Linked DNA regions of Danio rerio: region 1 is linked to region 2. A link is a contact called in public HiChIP or PLAC-seq data. All regions are on one chromosome and are shown on one strand. The core of a region is the stretch at or near the end of the contact, and the rest is flanking DNA. Distances in the headings are between cores, read along the strand shown.

The links. HiChIP or PLAC-seq counts read pairs in DNA pulled down with a chosen protein or histone mark.
Region 1: an H3K4me3 HiChIP or PLAC-seq map of gastrula embryo shows a contact between it and region 2, with 2.7 times the contacts expected there. The contact joins the enhancer-like site here to the promoter of nova2 in region 2. A contact is called at or near these places in 7 of 18 Hi-C or Micro-C datasets (caudal fin, embryo, gastrula embryo and 1 more) and 2 of 4 datasets of contacts at active chromatin or transcription factors (embryo and gastrula embryo).

Annotation. Positions count from the first base shown.
Region 1 is chr15:31,261,313-31,267,497 of GRCz12tu, forward strand. It overlaps nova2 (NOVA alternative splicing regulator 2), which reads left to right. Exons shown (of 5, transcript NM_001309524.1): 5 at 4,750-6,185. The coding sequence ends at 5,772. Among named protein-coding and RNA genes, the nearest start is that of polr1g, 46 kb to the right of the region's middle. Within about 2 kb of position 1,724, at least 19 of the 62 cell types and tissues checked have an H3K27ac peak or open chromatin away from gene starts, as enhancers often do. A contact at or near this core is called in gastrula embryo, where this site is marked.
Region 2 is chr15:31,191,483-31,197,981 of GRCz12tu, forward strand. It overlaps nova2 (NOVA alternative splicing regulator 2), which reads left to right and starts at 1,921. Exons shown (of 5, transcript NM_001309524.1): 1 at 1,921-2,560. The coding sequence starts at 2,404.

The DNA of each region.
Region 1 (6,185 bases), core at 474-2,973, 70 kb after region 2:
TCCTATACTTTATATAGACTTGTATATGTAAAATAATAATAATAATAATAATAATAACAATAATAATAATATCAGTATGAAGTCAATAAGATTTTTAGTGCTTTTATATGAAGGAAATTTCAATTAACATTTTGATTTGGAAAAAAACTTTCGAAGCCCAAACCTAGAAATATAAATATATATTTATATATATCCAAAACCAAAAATGTAAATTAAATGTATGCAAAAACTGGAATATCATATAAAAGATGTGCGAATAAAGCAGCGTTATCATTCAATGGGTCAAAAAGAATAAAAGCGTCACTTCCTCATTAACTGGTGCCACATACATCAAAATTTAAAATGTAATTTGCTGCGGTAAGAGAAGCTGCTAAATTCCTTGCACCTCTGTGTTCTGGAGGTAATTAATAACATAATAACACTAATACTGAAATGGTTACAGCATTTTAGAATGACCAAAACAACATTTCAGAGCTTTTACAGTAAGCTCAGCCTGCTGGTTTGTCCATTCACACACATTTTCATCACCACGTGATCTCTTCTAACAAAATCACATGACTTTAATGCGCATACTGGAATTTGTTCGGTAAAAGTGTTTATATCGTAGTTTATGCACATCTTTTCTAATCGAATAAAAAGTTTATCCTACTCAGTTATGCGCATGTTTTTTGTGCACGTTTTTAAAATGTATGCACATCTTGCCATTTTAATCAAGCAAATTTTATGTGCACATCCAAAATGTGCATTAAAATAGGTGGATGGAAACATATCTATTGAGTTAAGCTTTCAATTTGAATGTTCAAGCAATAAATTTAACAAAGCAGACGTGCAGCAGAGTATCTGTACTGATCAATCCCAGTCATCAAAACAATCTGCACCCGCAATGCATTAAACGCCAATAGTCGATACCATTGTTTAGCTCAAGATGTTCCTTATACAAGCTTCTGTTTATTCTAGCAAGATAAAAGGTGAATGTAGGAGTCCATGAAATATCCTGTCGGCAGTTTTTCATTTCTATGCTAATTCATTTGCGCTGAATGAGAGTTGGAGCTACAGTGGCAAGGCTAAACAGCTTCTGTAAAGACATGTCTGTGGGCAGCGAGCTTCAGCAGACCTTGAGGCAAAGAGTGAAAAGAACGAAACGTCTCACAAAAGAAACGAACGTAAAGGCTGAGCCAATCACCACCCCCTCCCCAACCCCTCTGCTTTCCTCCAGTCTCTCCTTTGCTTTGTTCATACACACACACACACACACACACACACACAAACACACACACACACACACACACACACAAACACACGCCCCCACAGACGCACACATCCTTCTTCACTCGCATCCACCCGCTCTTCCCGTCTCCCCTATTTACCGTTTTCATCTCTCTATCTGTCATTTTGACAGTGCAAATATTCAGAAAATATCCAGCATTGTCAAAGCGCTCTCGGAGGGCTGGAGCTTTTCATTACACAGAGTAATTAACTGTCAAAGCGAACACCACACCGCATATTTTGTTAATAATGCTACGGCGCATAGATGTATCTGCCAATGATCAAAGGGATCAAGCGCTAATTTGTCGGATCAATTAGCGAGCGAATATGTCAGGTTGCATGGACGAAATGCAGAAACGTGTGATGTTTTCTTGCGTACCAATGAGTATTGCTCCTATAGGCTTGTGTTGTATGTGTGCGCATACAAGAAGTAGCTGGTGGTTTTAAGTGAATGGTTGCGAGTGTGTGAGGGGGGTTGGTTGGTTGGTTGCTATGCATCATTCCGACTCCCTTTTCAGTCCCCCTTGAATGCTGGAGTTGAGTTTCCATGGAAACACTGACCCCTGGGAGTCGATGCTTTTCAGGAGGAGCCTCTTTTTACCTAGTGATTCACAGCTCAGGAAGTGCAAGAACAAAACACACAAACAATCTTTATTTTTGTCTTATAATATGTACTTTTTTGGGCTTTTTTAATAAATCTTGTCATTTTTATTAACAATTGTTAATACATAATTTCTTCAATACATTTTTTTGCTTTTCATCTAGTAACTACTATTAAAATACATACTACTAATCAGCTTTATATCATTATTATTAGTCTAAAGTTCTCCTGAAGTTCCTACACAGTGAAAAAAAAATCCTGGTTGCCCTAAATTTTTAATAATAATTCAGAATCAAATTAGCATTATAGGGGCCCTATCATACACCCGGCGCAATAAGGAGTTAGACGTGTTTGCTGCAATGTGTTATTATTTTCATACCAGCACAACCCTAATTTTCCAGTTTTACGCCACATTGTTTAAATAGCAAATCCATTTTGCCACTTTGAGGACTCATGGGTGTTCCGGTCTAGAAAAGAGGTATGTTAAGGCGCATTGTTGGCGTGTTGTGATTTTGAGGAACTAAAATAGACTGAGCAATTGAGCAGCTGAAAGCAGATCTAAAGTCCAGCGGAGAGCACATTAGTTGTGCACCTCGCTTATACATTGCTAATACACACAGGATGTACAATAATAAACAAATATCTTTAAAAATTAAAAAGGAGGACTAAAATGTAAAAAAAAAAATTTAAGTTTATTCGCGACAACTTGCTTTTGTATAATGTTATTATTATTAGTACTACTAGTAGTATTTATTACATGCTTATTTTTATTTGTTTTAATATTTATATTTGTTTTGTCCACCTGTCAGATGGTTTGTTTAACTATTTTCTCTTAAAGCATTCAGTTTTTACACCTAAAAAAATCAGCTATGTAAATAGTAAACGTGCCATAGCATTTAGCAACTGACTCTTAAAGGGAATGGGAGAAAGACTCTGACTGGTTTATTCTCAAAACACTCCCAGAACTTATTAAGAGAATAAGCACAACCCTGTTAGACCATGGGCAGCAGCGCAGAGAGATATTTTTTTCGTTACACCCTTAATGATTTTGCACCATGTGCTTTAGTCTTTGCCCCTAGATTGTTAAAATAGAACCCTTTAAACTGACTTAAAACTGCTTGCACACCTTATCAAATTCAGTTAGAACATGATTAACTTGGTTTAATAAGTTACAATGAACTAAAAACATACAGTATGTCGTCATGACTAGTTGTTCTTATAATTTTTACATTGTAGGAATGCACAGCTTTGATTTGCATTTCAACTGAAACATTAACCATACCTTGTGAGACTAATACAGTAGGCCTTTTTATTAAAAAAATAAATAAAATTCAGAGCTTGGCCAGCCAGAGTTGTGAAAGAGTCATGAAAGCCACTAGTTTATAATAACAAGGCAGAATCTCTTTAATTGATTCTTCTACCTTAAACTACTATTACTATAATTCAAATACACTCATTAAGTTTTGTACTACAAATTACAAGAGTATGTGCTGCAGTGGCAGTCTGGGACATTAACTTGAAACCAGACTTTATTTAGCCCATTTAAAAGTTTATTTACACTGTCTGAATATTTTTTCCTTATATAGCTTAGTATATGCCATTCACAATATGGACAATTGTTATTATGAGTAATATTTCATTTTGAATGTCGTCCCAGGAACTGACTATGTTTGCAATGCGTTTGGCCTCTCAGACCTTGGTATGAGGCTGTACATTTGCACAGGACATTTTAGCATGCTGGTATTTTGATTCCTCCTTGCATTGTTAAGGCTTATAAATGTGGAGGGGTTCAGATCAACATTATGTTGCTACCATTTACTATTTTCTTATATATGCAAGTGTGCTTAACCCTTGATATAAATGCTCAGGTTCATGTGAATAACTGACTGCTTCAGCCATGAAATAGCGGGGTGAGGCATTTCAGTTTCTAGAGATGATCTGATATCATAAAACTCATTTATCTATATAGGTAGAAATGAGAAACTCCACGTTTTGAATGCTCTTATTTTCTTTATGAATTTCTGGTTATAGAGCAAACTAACTAAATATAACCTTAAACCTTAAAAATAACACGATACTAAAACCCTCCCCATGTAAAATGTTAAACTTTCATAATGTTATTTCTTTCAAACTATTTAAAACATTTATCTTTTACTAGTTTAAATAGGTGAATGGCATTGTTACAGCATCTAAAAAGAAACGTGTTCTCCAACACATTTACATAAATTCTGAACTGAAATCATGATGTTACTTCTCATGAATTTGGTATCTGATATAATTGAAATACATGTAGTCAAGAAATTCCAGATCATTTTGATAAACACATTTAGTCATGGTGCTTTTTTAAAATAATTTTAACAAGATCGGTATGTTCTGTGTGAAGCTTTGGTAAAAAAAAAGTACCAGCATGAATCACTGCTTGATCAGAGAAGCAAGCCTTTCTAAGTTAGGGAAGAAACCATGGTAACCACTATTTACACTTTTCCCGCCTCTATTAAAGAAGAATTTATTTTTCACAGAAATTGTCTAGAACATACTAAGAACAATCCATTGCTGTTAAGTAAAAAAATAAAACTAGATTAAACTAGTTGACAATATACTAGAAAACAAAATAGAAACAGATGCTAACTTAGAACAATAACGAAGCACTAAAAAAAGGCTTGACAATCTGACATACAAATGCAGTGGCCATTAAAATAGCCGTTAGTGTTTACAGAAATTTAGTTGTACTGTGACTAATTGTCTCTCAGTGGATTAAAACCACACTTTCTACTTCAAATCCTAAAATCTTAAAAGAAATGGTGCATGGTGGACAAGCAAACGTGCTAGTTTTAGTAGAAGGAATCATTAACTGACACCAGCTTCTCTTATGTTCTCCTCAGGCAAAGCTGATAGTGCCGAACAGCACGGCAGGACTGATCATTGGCAAGGGTGGAGCCACGGTGAAGGCTGTCATGGAACAGTCCGGCGCCTGGGTCCAGCTTTCACAAAAACCCGATGGCATCAACCTGCAGGAACGTGTTGTTACCATCAGCGGGGAGCCTGAGCAAAACCGCAAAGCTGTAGAGATCATTGTGCAGAAGATTCAGGAGGATCCACAAAGCAGCAGCTGTCTGAACATCAGCTACTCCAACATTTCTGGCCCAGTGGCCAACTCTAACCCCACCGGATCCCCGTACGCCAACTCAGCAGAGGTGATGCCAGCTGCGGCCGCAGCAGCAGCAGCCACAGCCTCCAGTCTCCTGGGGCAGGCCAGTCTGGCTGGAGTGGGTGCTTTCCCCACCACCATGTCCAGCTTCTCAGGGAATGACCTGCTGGCTATCACGTCGGCACTGAACACGTTAGCCAGCTACGGATACAATACCAACTCCCTGGGTCTTGGGCTCAACCCTGCGGCTGCCTCAGGAGTCCTTGCTGCTGTAGCCGCAAGCGCTAATCCTGCTGCAGCTGCGGCCGCTAACCTGCTAGCCTCCTACGCCAACGACGCATCCACTAGTGCTGGCCACCCAGCGACCAGTCTGGGAGGTTTCACGCTAGGCTCACTCGCTGCCGCCACTGGAGCCACCAACGGTTACCTGAGCGCCGCTTCCCCTCTGGTGGCCAGCTCCCTACTGGCCACAGAGAAGCTGGCCGAAGGGGCCAAAGATGTGGTGGAGATTGCAGTGCCGGAGAACTTGGTAGGCGCCATTTTGGGGAAAGGAGGCAAAACGCTTGTGGAGTACCAAGAACTGACGGGAGCCCGCATTCAGATCTCCAAAAAGGGAGAGTTTGTTCCTGGCACCAGAAACCGTAAAGTCACGATCACCGGATCGCCAGCCGCCACACAAGCAGCCCAATATCTTATCAGCCAGCGAATCACATATGAGCAGGGTGTGAGGGCCACCAATCCGCAGAAGGTGGGCTAAAAACAGGGAGTATGAAAAAAAGGAGAGAGAAAGAGTGGGGGATGGGGAAGATACAGAGAAAGATTGAGGGCGACCGAAATAAACCACATTCTTTGTGGGAAAATCTCAGTATTAAAAAAAATATGAAAAAAAATCCTCTCAAAGTGGAAAATTTGGAAAAGAAAAATGTGTAAAATGTAAATATGGGTTTATTTCTTAAGTTTTTGGATTTTTTTATTGGTTGATTTTTGCTTTTGGTTTTTCTTTTGGGCTTTTTGTGCATTTTTCTGGACAGCAGTGAATGGCATTTCAACCTGGCATGCTGCCGCGCTGCAGTTCCCAGCAGGTGGGCAAGGTGGTCGGATGGGGGACACTGGGGTGGAGCAAACCCAGGAATCGGCCCTTTCCCCACCCCCATCCCCTCCTAGCTGACA
Region 2 (6,499 bases), core at 671-3,170:
TCAATCCACCTAAATTTGTAAAAAAAATAACAAGTGAAATGACAGCAATCATTTTTTTGTTTTTAAAAGATGTCTAATAGACAGCTAAACATAGTCATCTTGGCTAAAACAAGGCTAAATTTGGGCTGTCAGTGAAAATTTAATAGACGTCTAAGAATAGGCCAAAACTAGACTAGTCATCAAATAAACAGAAATGAATGACTACACATATAAAGTCTGTCTAATCTGTCTATTTGACCCCTAGTCTAGATTTGAGCTATCGATGTCTATTAGATTTTTACTGACAGTCCAAGTTTAGCCTTGTTTTAGCTAAGTTGTCTAAGTTTAGATATCTATTAGACGTTGATTAAACACAAAATTGATTGCTGGGAGGTTTCAACACTGGAACCCAGCTTTTATACAGAGAGAGAAAGAGAGAGATAAATCATGCAGCTCTGTATGAGAATCCTTTAAGTTTACTCAATCACATTAGCTTCTTTAATGCAACGCATTATACTACATATGCACCCATACAACACAATGCATATGCTTGAACTAACTGCAGATTCATGGCATCATTGATCATAATTCTCACATTTCTGAAGCTTTAGTTGTTTAAATCAAACAATTGGCCCGTTTGATTTAATGAGTAATGAGCTTTTCTAGAATGTGACTGGAAGTATAAACAAAGCAACTGACTTTGATTGTTTCGCATTGATTGCATTTTATGGATGGCCAGACTCAAAGGAGCACAAGTGTTTTATAGTCATTTATTTTGCTCAGTTTTCCTCCCGGTAAATAGGAGCCAAATGTCTCAGTATCGGTTTGTCTCATACTTCAAACTCACACTGAGCATAGGCTTATGTATTTGAGATGGCACTGGCGCACTGCTGGGTTTTTCCACAGAAATGTGAAATTGCGTGAGGTGGCTCTTTGTGTGCATGCAGCAGACAGAGCAGCATCACCTTGATGTGAATCTGGTGGAAGAGAAGGGCTTTCCTCCGGCCTTCTGTTGACACAGAAGAAGCGTATGTGTGTGTGAGTCAAGGACAGTGTCTTACTGGGCACTGCAGGACACTAAAGTTGAAAAAATGTTTACCTCTTTGTAAATTGTTTACATTTTTTAAAGAGATTATGATATTTTTATTATTTTTAAATATAAAGTAAAATAAATGTATATAAATGTACATTTCAACATGATAAATAAATACATATACATATATTCTATTTTACTTTTACATATGTAATTATATAATAATTATTATTTTAATGTTTTATTTTAATGTTATTAATATTTTTTCCAAATTACATAATAATAATAATAATAATAACAACAACAACAACAACAACAACAACAACAACAATGAATGGATTATTAAGAATAATTATTATCAATTTTTTTTATTAGTAATGAAATTGTCATTATTACAATCAAATTATTCATGTATAATTTCACAATTATTTATTTATAAAACAATAATAAACAAACAATAAAAACGACTAAAGTTAAACAATAATGTAATAAATAATGATGTTTATTATAATTAATAATGATATATCTTTTTTTGTTATTATACTCTTATATTTTATATATATTTTGTACTTGTTATAATGACAACAAAAAATAGGTTAAACACTTATAGATTAGAGAGAGACGAGCTGCGCATTTAAAACTTTTATTTATTTATTTTTAACATCTTTCTGCCTATTTATTTTACAGTGATGCTCTTTCATTTTTATCACCACCTCCTCCTCCAGTATTGTCATGTGACACGCAGGATTTATACTCCACTTTGCCGGAAAAAAATCAAACCTCGACCAATCACGGTTCGAGGGAGGCGTGTCTGCGGCTCCACATTTGACAGCCGCGCACTCGGCTCCGCATGACGTCACCCGCTGCTCTGCGCTCCAGCAGAAACGCGCAAAGATGCTCTGAAAGCAAGACTGCAGCATCTCCGAGTCCGAGCCTCCAGAAACATCGCATCTCCGTCAAGCGCTCGTGCGGCGCTTCAACACACCATCCAAGCTCCATCCGCAGGGTTCATCCACCTGCATGCGGGATCCGCTTTCTTTCAGTTTCGCCTCTTGTACATTTCCTCGTGCTATTTATTATTCGCGCATCTTCCCAGCTTTTAGCAGTGAGAGTTCTTGCTGACCGCTGAGGTCATATATTGTTTTCCAGCAGGAGAGCGCCATCGCAGAGCCGCAAAACGAGGACGATTCCCACATCACTTGTTATTAATATCAGTCCAGCCTCGAGCCTCTGGATATTTATGCGTCTTTCGTTCTCTATCTAGCGCTGCTACGGAGGATCGACGCACCCCAAAAACCTTCATATCATCGTGGTTTCACATTTAGAAAACAGCATATCTGCGTATTGTTTGTAGGGGAGACGAGACCGAGCCTAAAGCTTCTTTATAAAAAATGATGGCCGGTGGGGCAGTGCAGCAAAACGGGATTTTCTCCAATCCGCATCATCACAATCAACAGCCGCACATGGAGTCTGATCCCCCCGATTCCCGCAAAAGACCCCTGGAGACCCCGACGGAGGCCAGCAGCACCAAGCGCACAAACACAGGAGGTAAGAGCCGAATGCTGGCAAACAAATAAGCGTCTCTTCCCAAAAGACGAGACAAGTGCTTTGATGTTTTGCTCCCAGTGGTGAAGATGAAAGTATGATCGCAGGTTCATTTTCGCATCTCGCCATTTAACGTGCTCGCGCTTCGCCAGACATGTGCATCAGAGCTTTTACATTCATATTTACAGTTCGCGTCCATTTTAAGTGGCCCTGAATTGGTGGTTGCGTCTAGTATTACGCACCGACGACGGTCGTTTACCAAACACGTATTCCTACATTAAAAGCTTATGTATGGGATAAAGGAGTAGTGTATTCCTAAATATAGGCAAATATAGTGAGCACGTACCTAAGCATTGGAAAACATGGCTCGAGCGTTTACGCATCCTTGTTATCACCGCAGATGACCTTGCGTTATGATCCGGTGCTTTTATAATCTTTTATTTGGAAATTTGAAAATTAATACTCCAGGAACAGAAGATAAAGAATTATATTATATATTATATATATATATAGGGTTATGAGCTATTAAAGCACGTGCACTTTAATATTTTTAATATAATGTTATTAAAACTTCTATAATCTAAAATGTCTAAAAATGTCTTAAATCTAAAAATCTAAAATGTCCATATTTGTAATTTCAGTGCTCTGAAGTGTTTTAGATGCTTCAATATTTGACTGTAGTCTTTTGTTTATACTGGGCCCATGCTTGCTTGTTTATTATGCATTCCTGCAGATGCCATAAGATGCCCTGTGTGCACAACACTTGTCTGCTCAACTGTTTTGTCATTCAATTTACGTTAAAAACAATATATGCACATATTTTTAATGTATTATCCATTCAGATGATTGATAAATCTTAGTGTGGTTGCAGATTATACGTCTAAAACATTGTTTTTCTGACCTATTAGGATTAAATTCTTATCAAACCATTTTATTTGGGCCTTAAAAAAAAATCACATTAAAGGCAAAGCTTAAGATATAAAGCTTCTTTATATTCACAATATTGTTAACCTACAGAGTATTTTTCAATTGGAAGACTTCAAGTTTTCAATAAAGGTAAGATTTTATTTTTCAAAGTGCAAGAATGTCTTATTTGTATTTATTTTAGATTTAATATTTGTAGTTACATTTAAAGAGTTAACAGTGGTGCAGAGATGAAGTGATTGGTGAATGTTTACATGGGTAGAATCAATGCAGAAAGCATTATGAATTGTCAGTCAGAAGAAGCATGTTGGATCCGTGGGAGGCATAACAGGCAGATCCATTTGCTTAAATGAAAAGACTTTGATGCTTAAGAGATCTAGGCTTCACTGGAATTTATGTGCCAACTGCAATTATTCAACAGGGTTCCCGCAGTTCTGGAAATTTTAATATTGAAATTTCTTAAATGTCAAAAACAAATCAATAAAAATTATACAGGAAATCTCAGTGTTGTAATCTTATGTTGTTAAGTTCCAATAAAAATCATCTGTTACAAATTAATTTTTATGAAATCTCTATAAAATGATCAAAGCTCTTAGCCTGTTAAGGAAATTAATTCATACAAGAGCTGTAAGAGCTCTGATTTTATTCTAATACTCAATGAATTTTATCCAGTTTATTAAAACAGTGCATTTTATGGTATTGCATATTGCTATATGCACTGATATAACAACAGTTAACTTATTTTACCATATTTGCAACACTGTTATTCAATTTAAGCATCTATAGTTAGAATTTATACTTTTTTCCAAACTTAATGTTAGAAAATGTCTAAATGTTAGCTAAATGTCTCTGAATAATAATTTTTTTTTTATTTAGTTATTAGTCATTTAATCATATTTCCAAGTGTTGGTGGGACATGTTGATAAAAATCCCAGAGGGAGTATTCTAGATTTTACTCCTATTTAATTTGAAAGAGTTTGAAAATATGGCACGCATTAACATGATATCATCCACTTAGGGTCTAAATGTTCCCGCAGTTTAATCACCAGCAGTTAAACAGGCAGATCATTGTTTAAGTTAGTGCACATGCACTTTTTATAGACTGATTCTGAGGTAAAACTATGGATTGAGGGCAGCGTACTGAAACTGTAAAACACAACTAACAACGACTCTGACAATAATATGTCCAATTTGTTTCCTTCTACCTTTTACTTTGTTTGATTTAGAGTTTATATGCTTGTATGGTCATATTTAGAGTCATGTTTAGTTTTTACTCCTTAAAAATCCTGATGTGGAGGACGAATGCCTGTAAGAACAAAGTTATACACATTGAGATGAAAGTCAGTTGGCTTCAAAACAAAAATTGAGCTCCTGCCAATTGATCGTTAAGGCTTCGACTTAACCAAAAAGCCTCTCTCCGTGTCCCGAGCTGTCTCATAAGATGTAATGTTTTAATTTCGTAAATGGATGGACTGGCACGGGACAGTGCTTCCATTTACAAAAGGTTGTTTTAGAGGATACAGATGTCCTAGCTGGACAGCGTTACGGTACTGTGACCCAGTGTGCGTGCGTTTCGGTGTCGCTTTTTACTACATAAAGACATTTTCGCATACCAAATGAGTGACTAGCCCTTTTTTAAAATTCCATAGCTTGTGCATTTCTGCCTGTAGGATTAGAAAATAGACGCAGGATCCGTCTTACATGGGGTTATTACATAAACATGATTTGCCAGCTGCGTTTGAAGATTCACCTCCACCCCCTCAGACATTTAAACGGGGACCAATAACCGATTCGTCTCTCGCCCACAACCTACAACGCAACACTCCCACTAGTTTTCAGATTAAGCGCACAAGTTTATACAACTGTTTTAGATATAGATTTATTGTGCACTGTGTTCCCGTGTTTCATCTCTAATCACGGTTCTTGATCGGGCCAATCGTTTCTTTCTTCGTCCTGGATCCATCTCTCCAATTTCCCATCATATCATTGATTATCCATGCAGCCCTTTGCCTATTGATCACCATACAATCGCTTCAAAACGAAGGGGGCGCTGGTTCGGTTTGTTCTTTAATGCACTGCGTCAAAGAAAAAAAAAATCTCATGCAGGATGGTGAGGATTTGGGAGGGCGCTGTGAATGTCGTCCCCACATTGGCTGATTTGCTCGCCTCTCTCGACTCGTCTGCCATGGAATGGAGGACGAGACCTGAGATGAATATGGATGAGATGAATGAAAGAAGCAATGCGAAAAGCTTCTCCTCGAGCTTTTCGTGCTTGATAGAACAAAGCACGCTGCTTTCTGTCACGTGCAGCAGAAAGCGAGTATGATGTTTATTTGGGGTGCAATGTTTATATCGGAAGCCATTTTGTTCAGGCAGTTGCTTGGACAGCCGGGAAGGGAAAGTGGTCCTTTCATCGCTCCACTAAAATTAGATGCATGAACTGCTTAAGCACAAATGCTGTCTGGCCTAATTATGAATCTGCATTTGTACATTTAAACTGCATCTATAGCAAACAAAGCAATGAAGTATATGTGGTTTATTGCCTTGTTGCTGTTTTTTTAAGGTCCCCAAAGTAAGCTCTCAATACACAGGCTGATGTTGCTTATTTTGAACCGTGACTCTCTTGGGAGCTTCTAGCAACCGGTGATTGTGTTTACACCCACTGCTTTATTTTAAACTCATTCACTCATTTGGGCTTTTTTATTAATTATTTTGACTTCTTAGTGAGTATAATGCGTGCAGTCATATAGATGCACAGGCAAGACAAGGCTTATTAAGATATTAAGTAAACTGGAGGGATAAATAACAGCGTAGTAACTTGTTCTTGTTTTTTTCCCGGTGTAGCACACAATGGGAGGGACTCATTTCCCTCAAAGGCACTGTTACGGATATGCGTGTATAGTGTATTCCACTGATTTTTCTCAGCCAGATCTTTGTGTTGACAAGTGATGGGAAATGAGCTTGATCCAACTCAAACTCTGAGTGGATGAACCATGTTTTAGGAAGAGAACAAATAGA